2 separate regions of the Arachis hypogaea genome follow, and region 2 is linked to region 1. The links are chromatin contacts, called in public Hi-C maps. All regions are on one chromosome and are shown on one strand. The core of a region is the stretch at or near the end of the contact, and the rest is flanking DNA. Distances in the headings are between cores, read along the strand shown. Region 1 holds the start of LOC112727557 (DNA-(apurinic or apyrimidinic site) endonuclease, chloroplastic). Region 2 holds the start of LOC112727559 (peptide chain release factor PrfB3, chloroplastic).

Region 1 (4,624 bases), core at 686-3,185:
ATCTTTCATCCTCCATCTTGCGGCCCGTTTAAAATACTCTTTCACCTTAACTCATGACAACAACAAAAAAGTCTCACACCGACCCATAAATTCAGCCCAATAGAATTAATTTGGTTACAATTTTAGCCTATATATTTAACGTTGCCTTTGTAATTTATTCAATCAAGAAATGCATATTGCTTATTTCTTGCGTACTCTTTAGGTTTTATTATTATTTACAAAGTTATTTTCAAATTTTTTTTTGAAAGATTGGTACATCAAACTGGGGTGTATCGATTTTGAGATATTAAATAATGTGATAAGAGTGGGAGGCTATATTTTTTTTTTTGGTCAAGTTTTTGTCCCTATTGAATTTTTCTTGACAATGTGTTTAACAAAGTAATCTTCATTACAAAAGATATTGTACTCATTTTTTTTCCCTAAAATTTTTTTTATTAGATTTTCTTTAGTAAAATTTTAATGAGACATAATTCTAAATTGACATCCAAAGGAGAGTATTGTAATATAGATGTCCATTTAATAATGTATGATTTCTTTCACAATATCAACTGTTCAATTTTTTAATAGTGGAAGGATCATTATTAAGGTAGATTGAATTTAATGAAGTTTGAAAATAATGACTTTTATACGCATATAAATAGAATAACATGGTTTGAGACAATATACACAATACTAGCATAAAATACTTCTCTCTATACATGCAGGACCAATCTAGAAATATTATTATGGGGTCAATAACATATATAATATTAAAAAATTATGCAAAAAATTATATAATGTAAGATGTATCACAAAAATATACTGATAGAGAATATATTTTTTAAAGTGCAAAAAATATGTGTGTACTTTTTACTAATGAAGTGGTCGATTCTTCGTATCATAAAATTCATCGATAATAGAATATGTGTCAAAATTTTCAGCAATTTTCTTTTCAGTATAATTAAAAGACAAGTGCAAGAAATTCATCTTTCATTTTATTTCTGAGTCATTCTTCACAATATTCATAACTAAAAAAGATCTTTCAGTTGTACCAGTTGAAACAGAGAGAATTAATACCAAATGAATCAAGAAAGACAGTCACAAAAAGAAAAAGAATCCACTTTATAGGATTTGAAAAATTTTATTTGATTAAAAAAATTAGTAATAATATCTTTTTTAGATTTTTTAAATATTATTACTTACATTTTAGATATTAAAAATCATTAATATTTAAGTTGGACTGGGCTTTTATTTATACTAGATTAAATATTAAATAAATTTTTAAAAAAATTAAATCATACTTAATAACTTATTACTATTAATTTAAAAAAAAAAAAGCTGGGGGAGGAGGGTGAGACCTCCACTCGTCTCCCGTATGTCGTATACATGTACGCTCATCAACATATGAAAGAGTGAATATATATATATATAAATTATCTCAATTATATTGAGATAATAATATTAGTGAATATTAATCCTATAATTCTTTATTTACACTTATTTATTTTATATTTATTTTTTTAAAATTTATTTTACCACATTTATTTTAAATGGGAAGGAAAATGATTATTTTCCTTTGTTTGGTTGAAAAGAAAAATTAGAAAAAAAAGAAAATAAATGGAAAAAAATTGGTGGGACCCACTAATTTTTTCCTTCCAATATTGGAAAGAAAATAAAGAGAAAACTAATATTTTTCTCTCTATTTTCAATATATTTTATAATATAGGGATAAAATTATCTTTTTATAACATTTCTTTCCTTCTTATTTTCCTTCCATTCAAACACATCTAAACAAAATAAAAATTCACTCAATTTCTTTTCTTTCCTTTCTTTTCTCTCTATTTCTTTCCTCTCTATCAAACATAGCCTTAATCCAAAAAAAAAAAAAACATAGCCTTAATCCAAAATGGCTAATTAATAAAAAAAAAAAATTAAAATAAAGGGTTATCTTCTCGTTAATCATACATAGCTTTGCCACTGTTTTCGACTTTTCGTACTTCAGGCCTTTGCGTTCTCATTTCTCAGCTTTTTTGGTGGTTCCCCTTCTATCTTTCTCGGTTCGATACAAAGACCTGATATGAAACAATTCTTGCAATTCCTGTCTACAACCTCTACCAATCTCAACAGGTTTGTTTTCTGTTTCTGCGTCGCTTCATTTTCCATATCCTATATCTTTGCATTTAACTTTTCAATCGGAAATATATTATTTTGAATGTCCCTAGTTTCCAGCATTTTACTCTAATCGTAAGCTATCTAGGTTTTCTGAACTGAATATTGTAGTTTTGCAGTGATTCAGAAGCATTTGAATACGAAGACATTGGTTTCTCCTACTGTGAAAGCAATGAGGTCTAAAAGACGTTTTTCGAATTCATCAGAACCTGTTTTACCAGTTGTTGAGAACAAGAAAGATAAGAAGCTTAAGGGGTTGGAAGCAAGTCCAGTTTCCAAAAAGTATATTGCAAAGGTTTAATTGATTCTTATAGGGTTCTGTGCTTAGTAGAGATACTTGCATTCTCCTGTAGCACATTTAACTTGTGCCCTGAAACATTTACCAGTATATATATATAAGCTTGGAACAATAGTTGAGTTATTTCCATTTGATCTCAAGGTGTTCAAGCCATGGTTATTAGCCTAGGCTGCCTATGTTACGCTCTTTGAGTGCGGCCTTTTTCCAGACCCTGTGTTAATGCAGTTGTCCTATAGATATCAAGAGTGAGTGATAGTAAATGTTTATAGAACACACATTAAATGCATCCCGGGAGAATGTAAATATTTATCATTATCTTAATACTACTTTGTGTTTTTGTATTCTCTCTTACATTAACCCTTTTTTATTATTGGTTATTTGGTTTAAGTCGATATTGGTAATGTAGGAAAGTGATGTTAACAGCCATTCCATTGAGATTGAGAGGTTAAGGAATGACCCGGCCAAAATGGACACATTGACTGTTGAGGAACTACGGAAAACATTGAGGTAAGATTATAGGTCCTTTTTCAGCCAGCAGTTGCTTTTTAGTTCTAAAACAATATTGTTTGGATTATATCTCAGGAATGGTTTTTATATTTATCAGGAGTATAAAGGTCCCCGCTAAAGGTCGTAAAGATGATCTTTTGTCTGCCTTGAAGAGTTTCATGGACAATAATGACTCTTGCGGTACTGTATACTGTTCTCTTAGTAATGTGAACTTTTATTGTATCTGGGAACATAAGGAAATTAAGAGTTTCTTTCTATCAAAGTCATCAATTATTATGCTCATTAAGCTTGATGTCTCTCTTGAAAAACTTGTATAATTCCAATGGTTAACACGTTTCTTCATGAGCAGAGCTAGATCCTCAAGCACGAGAAGAACATGAGAAAAGACTCTTAGCTGCTTCAGAAAATACATCTATGGAAGTGACAACTAAGAAGGTATTTGATGAAGACCCTGTTGATGATGTCAATGATAGAAGATTAAAGCAATCCAGATCTGCAAAGAAAACTGTCAAGGTGGCAAACAAGAAGAAGTTGTCAGTGAAATCAGATGATGTTTCAGGTTGTCTGGTAGAATATAACTTTGAACATAACTTAGTGTTTATTTTTTGAGTTCTTAATGCCTTTTATTTTCTAACTTTTCAGTTTTGGTTCAGGTGTGAGTAATTCAACTTTCAATTAATCTTATACGTGTGTTTATTGCCAGGTTGTAAGCCTTCTAGAGAAAAGAGAAAAGTATCTTCAGATATCATTAGTGTTGTTGCACAATCAGAGGAGATCAGTACAGCTATTCAAACTGAACCATGGACACTTTTTGCACACAAGAAACCACAAAAAGGTTGGATTGCATATAATCCTAGAACTATGAGGCCCCCGCCTCTTACTCAGGATACAAAATTTGTCAAGATTTTGTCATGGAATGTCAATGGATTGAGAGCATTGCTAAAACTAGAAGGATTTTCTGCACTTGCTCGAAGGGAAGACTTCGATGTATTGTGCTTGCAAGAGACTAAACTGCAGGTAGAATATTGGTGCTCATTTTATGCCTTGAAGAGTCTTATTTTGCAACGGTCCTCAGTTTCAGCTAGGAGTGGCTTGTATATAAAAATAGCATTGATAACTTATTATTTGCCCTTTTTCTTTTTGACTGGTTTGTGGATGCTTCTGACATCAGTTAGCTGTTTCCAAGTGAGTAACAAAAGTAGGTAAGTATGACAAAAATAAACAAAGAAGGGTGGAGGAAAACATGAATGAACATTTTGTGAGTCACGATCGACATAAATTGCTTTTGTCTCTTAAAAGAGATTGATATGGTAATGTTTTAAACACTGTTGTGTTGTCTGACCATGTAGTCGACCTCACCAAGTGAACAGGGTTTACTTGTTGTATGACCTTATAGTGGCTTTTGGAATGTTCTTGACATCAATAAAACAAAGTTAATAATGTTTTGTAAGATAGTGACCCTAAAGTTATTGTGATTTACTATACCATACTTGTTCCATTTTCACTTAATCTTTCTGGCCAATCCCTTCTACTTCTTCAGCTACGCTGATCACTATAGACATCTGGTAAAGGTGCCAGTTTTGCATGTATTTGAAGTGCAAGAGTTTTCTGAAGAATTTCTAACTTTTGGGAAATGAGAAAAAAAATGTTAGAAGATAAATCTTGTTTGTT
Region 2 (4,624 bases), core at 781-3,280, 220 kb after region 1:
TATTTGATTTGGATCGTGAAAAATTGCTAAAGTGAAAAACAATTTTGAAGTGCATCATAATTCGGGTTTAGTTTTCACCAAGTGTATTAACAAAATTCAACAAATATAAATCAAGTTCACAAGTTATAAGTCCAAAGAATCACATAATGAAGTTCAAATATTACATTCATCAAACCTTAGGATAGATGCCTCCAGTTCCAGCTTTTATAATCAAACAAGCTCCCGACAGGTCAAATGGTCCCTTAAGAAGCTTAGACATCTCATATTGATCCAAAATCTTACTTGCACCCAAAGATGCATCATATGCTTGTTTGTAGAGCCCGTAATCAATAGCATTCACCTCAGCTAAGTGCTTGATCAACTTGGCTTCCTCTACCTGCAGGAGCAAGACTTAGAACAATTATCACTTTCTTTTCAAATTTGATGAAATTCAAAAGATGTTGAAAATAAATTGGAGCGACCGAGTGACAAAGGTTATAGAAATCTACTTCTTGAGCCATAGGTTCATAAAAAGTTATTAATTATAATCATATTGGAAGAAAAATTCTGGCTAACCTTTTGAGGATAAGGAATTTAATGAAAGAAGCTTCATCACTTTTTAAGAGGTGTGGTGGAAGAAGCAGCAAGAAACTCAAATCCACTTCTAAATTTTAAATGGCTTCAAGTGATAAAACTATGAAGTAATTCCTCTTTTCCTTTTTTCTTTTTTCGTTACACTACTTTGGGTGAAAATTTGCTTTATAGCACAGCTATCTAAGTAGATGTCATATGTATGAAACTTCTCTGCATGATTTTTTGTTTGATGTTACTGCCACACTCTCATGCTTTTGTACAGCTTACCAGAATCCGCAAGACTGTTTTACTGGCCAAAACAATCCTCACACCATCATGGAGTAAAAGATAAATAAATAACCTTACCATGTATCTTAAATCCTTAAGAGAATCAACCACTTTGATGCTATTAGCCAGCTTGACAAGAATTTCATTGGATTTAGCTGGATCATCCCACATATCAAAAGCACGTAGAATTTCTTCGTGCTTAGTTCGCTTGGCTTCTTCGATTTCTAAGGCTGTTGATGTGAACATCTCAGCACGAAGAATAGCATCTTCAATTTTCCTTCTTAGAGAAAATAAACCTGATCATATTGAAATAACTGTCATGAATAATTGAAAATTTAATAAGTAATTTATTAGTTATAACAGCCATTACGCTACCAAGATTTATAGTTTGACATTGACTTCAATCTAGCTCATCAGATTTATAGAAGAGCATTCAACTGTTCAAACACTTATAAGAAGCAAGTGATTATTTGCATTTGATATAACCCAAAGCCTTAATGGAATTTAGAATGGGAGAAACGAAATGCATGACCTCTCATAACAATACCAGACATGGAGCGAAAGCACATTGAATTTTCAACAACTAAAATCGCTGCATTCTCACAGTAAACATCAAAAGAAGAAAAGAACAGACCTACTTGTTTGTAGACATCCTTGTTGTCAGGCATGGAGTGACAAGCTCTAATTCTGGAAGAACAAAACAGAAGCTCAGCATGTGGCTTCTTATTCGTCGTCACCAGAGAATGGTGCTGCCGTTTTGAATAGAAAGAGGATGCAACGTCGTGAGCTGTTCTAAGAAATGCGGCTTCAGAGGCCACAGTTGCCATAACCGTTAACTGAGGTTTCAGTTTGAAGCAGATTCGGATTTGAAATTAGTGGGATTCACCGCCGCTATACCTCCCTCCGTCAACCACTACCGCAAGCCCCAGAGAAAGGGAAGGAGGGTAAGGGTCGTGCGGTTATGAGAGGAAGAGGATAGAACAAGAGGTTGGATGGGCAAACAAGAAGACACAAATTGGATGTGCTTCTTTGCTGCTAGCAACTAGCTACAGCTGGTGGTGGTGTTGGATATAAGGATAAACTTATCCACCTATAATGTTTTTTTTATCTTTTTTTGTCTCACACATCTAGGCACAAGCACACAAGCACATAAATTCGCATGCCGGAAGCACGTCAATTTAAAATTCTTGTAAAACATAGATAGACACACGCATATATATATATTAGATAAATTATAATATTATTTTAATATTTTATTAATATTAAAATATAAATTTTTATTTTAATAATTAATAATATATATTATTTATAAACTCATTTCAATAATACTCAGTAACAAATCCAAAAAATTTTAATAGTGGGGGCAAAAATAATATATAAAAATAAAAAAATTTAACATAAATATATTTAGATATTGAAAATTTAAAATATATTAGTTAAATTTTAAATAATTTAATTAACACATCAAAAAATATATTAATTTAAAAATATTTTTCGTCAAATATCCTCTATATCCATCAACTCATATTTTATTAATTATTTTTTATATAATACAAAAAAATTATAGCTCAATAATTAAAAAATCTACAAAAAAATATATATAGATATAAAATTAAAGAAAAAACACAAAAATAATTACGAAAAAATAAAAATTTAGCTCAAACAATCATATTTTTTTCATATAAATATAAATAATATTTATTTTTCTATTAAGTAATTATTCAAATATTTTTTGCCATTTAATTGCACAATTGACACTCTATAATATTTATGGTAAAAGTTTTTTTGATGAAAATAATTATTATACATAATACCAAAATTAAATTAAATAAATAGTAAAAATAAATAAATGATATATAATATATATTATCTCAAATTAATTAAAAACTATTAAATACTAACAGTCTCATTTTTATTTGAGAAACTAAATTTGATTTTGGATAATTAATTAATTAAATTATTATTACTATTTAATCAAGTATATTTATTTTTCTAATATAAAAAGATTAAATTTATATAATTCAATAATTTTTATGATTGTGTTATTAATTAATAACCTAAATTTTTCACACATATATTTTAAAAAAATTAAATATGGGGGAAAACTCATTATTTTAAGGAGGCATTTGATACTTATGTGTATACTTATTATTTGTTTATAAAAGTCTAATGGGGTAATTGTCCCACATACTTGTAAGTAAGTCCGTCCCTGATAATATTAAAAATAAAGTTAGATATGTGATGATATTTAGATATATTCAAATATGTTCGAAAAAAATATTTTTATTCTTATTAAGACATTATTATACACAAAGACAAAAATCAACAAATATTATATCTAAGATATGTTCGATATACGAATATAATAAATAAAAAAAATGTCCGTATTTTGATAAAAGCGAAAATTGATCTTTGGTCCTTGGTGGGAGCAGTGTGCCGCCCATAGCCTGTCTTAACCACAGTCAATAATATTTGAAAGGTTAAATTAGTTTCTTGTTTTCATTATTTCACTAAATTTGTAATTAAATTTTTATATTTATTTTTAATTAAATTTTTATAATATTTTTAATTTTGTAATTAAATTTTTTTATTATAAAAAATATTAGAGTTAATTAAATATTTTTTTAAAATTAAATATATTTATAATAAAAAATTTAATTAAATCTTTAATTATAATTTTTTTAATTTTTTTATTAATTTTAATATTTTTTACATTAAAAAATCTAATTACAAAATTAAAACAGTATAAAAATTCAATTAAAAAAAATATAAAAATATAATTATAAATTTGATAAAACTATAGAAACTAATAAAATAATTAAACATATTTAGAACTAGTAAAAAATGCACTGGCCAAATAAAATATTAATTTGGATTGATTTTTTAAAAGAGTTTTTAAATATTAAAATCATTTTTTTAAAGTAAAGTATTATTGATTTTTAAAAAATATATAATTTATTTTTTCAATAAAAGTATTTTTAAAAAAAATATATTTAAACGTATTTAAAATTTAATAAAAATATTTTATTTTTAATAAAAAATAAGTTTTTTACTCAAATAAACTAATCCAAATTAACATTGAGTCTGTGTATAAGTGTATTTTTTTCTATGGGCCAAATAAATATGTTGGTCGAAGCCATGGTTCTGAAAATTAGACCGAATTAGTCGGTCGGACTAATCCAACTGCGAACCGATAGATTTTATGGTTTGATTTAATAGCAAACACCGCTATTCTAAAAGCGGAGACAAATTGTTGAACCGGCCAAAAATCGACCGATCGGATCAAGGTAGAACCTGGCCAGTTTATTGGAAACGACGTCATTTTGTACTTGCACGCATTGTGCTAATGTCCCTCGTTTCTCTAATCGCCTTCAGAATAAAAAAGCAAACTCCTCCCACCCCTGGCTCAACCTCAACCAAGTAAAACGCTAGCCTCCACCAATCGCTACCGTCGTCCATCTTTCAAAGTGAGACATTGTCGCTGTCGCCATCCGTCGCACTCAGAAGCTTCCCTCTTCGTGCTATCGCGTTCACTCTCACCAACTCATGTTCGCTCTCCAACGGTCCAACCCCTATTCGTTCTCACCAATTGCCTGGTTGCCGTCCTGGTCACCGTCATCTGTCATGCTCAACCACTCTCTACGTCCATCGAAATCCAGTGCTTATTGCTAGTGCTTGTTCTTCGTTTTTCTTTATGCTCTGTTCAGAAATCAAACCCTCTTCGTGCTTGTTCTTCATGCTTGTTCTTCGAGGTTCACTGTTAGTGCTAGTGTTCATTGCTGTT

Evidence for each region. Hi-C and Micro-C count contacts between places; a contact is called where the count stands out from the background.
Region 2: a Hi-C map of leaf shows a contact between it and region 1, with 3 times the contacts expected there. The contact joins the promoter of LOC112727559 here to the promoter of LOC112727557 in region 1. A contact is called at or near these places in 2 of 8 Hi-C or Micro-C datasets (both in leaf).

The regions. Positions count from the first base shown.
Region 1 is chr12:77,361,978-77,366,601 of arahy.Tifrunner.gnm2.J5K5, forward strand. It overlaps LOC112727557 (DNA-(apurinic or apyrimidinic site) endonuclease, chloroplastic), which reads left to right and starts at 1,936. Exons shown (of 12, transcript XM_025777353.3): 1 at 1,936-2,106; 2 at 2,260-2,443; 3 at 2,853-2,953; 4 at 3,051-3,133; 5 at 3,303-3,512; 6 at 3,657-3,970. The coding sequence starts at 2,057.
Region 2 is chr12:77,579,842-77,584,465 of arahy.Tifrunner.gnm2.J5K5, forward strand. LOC112727559 (peptide chain release factor PrfB3, chloroplastic) reads right to left here and starts at 2,031. Exons shown (of 6, transcript XM_025777358.3): 1 at 1,479-2,031; 2 at 919-1,136; 3 at 176-376. The coding sequence starts at 1,086.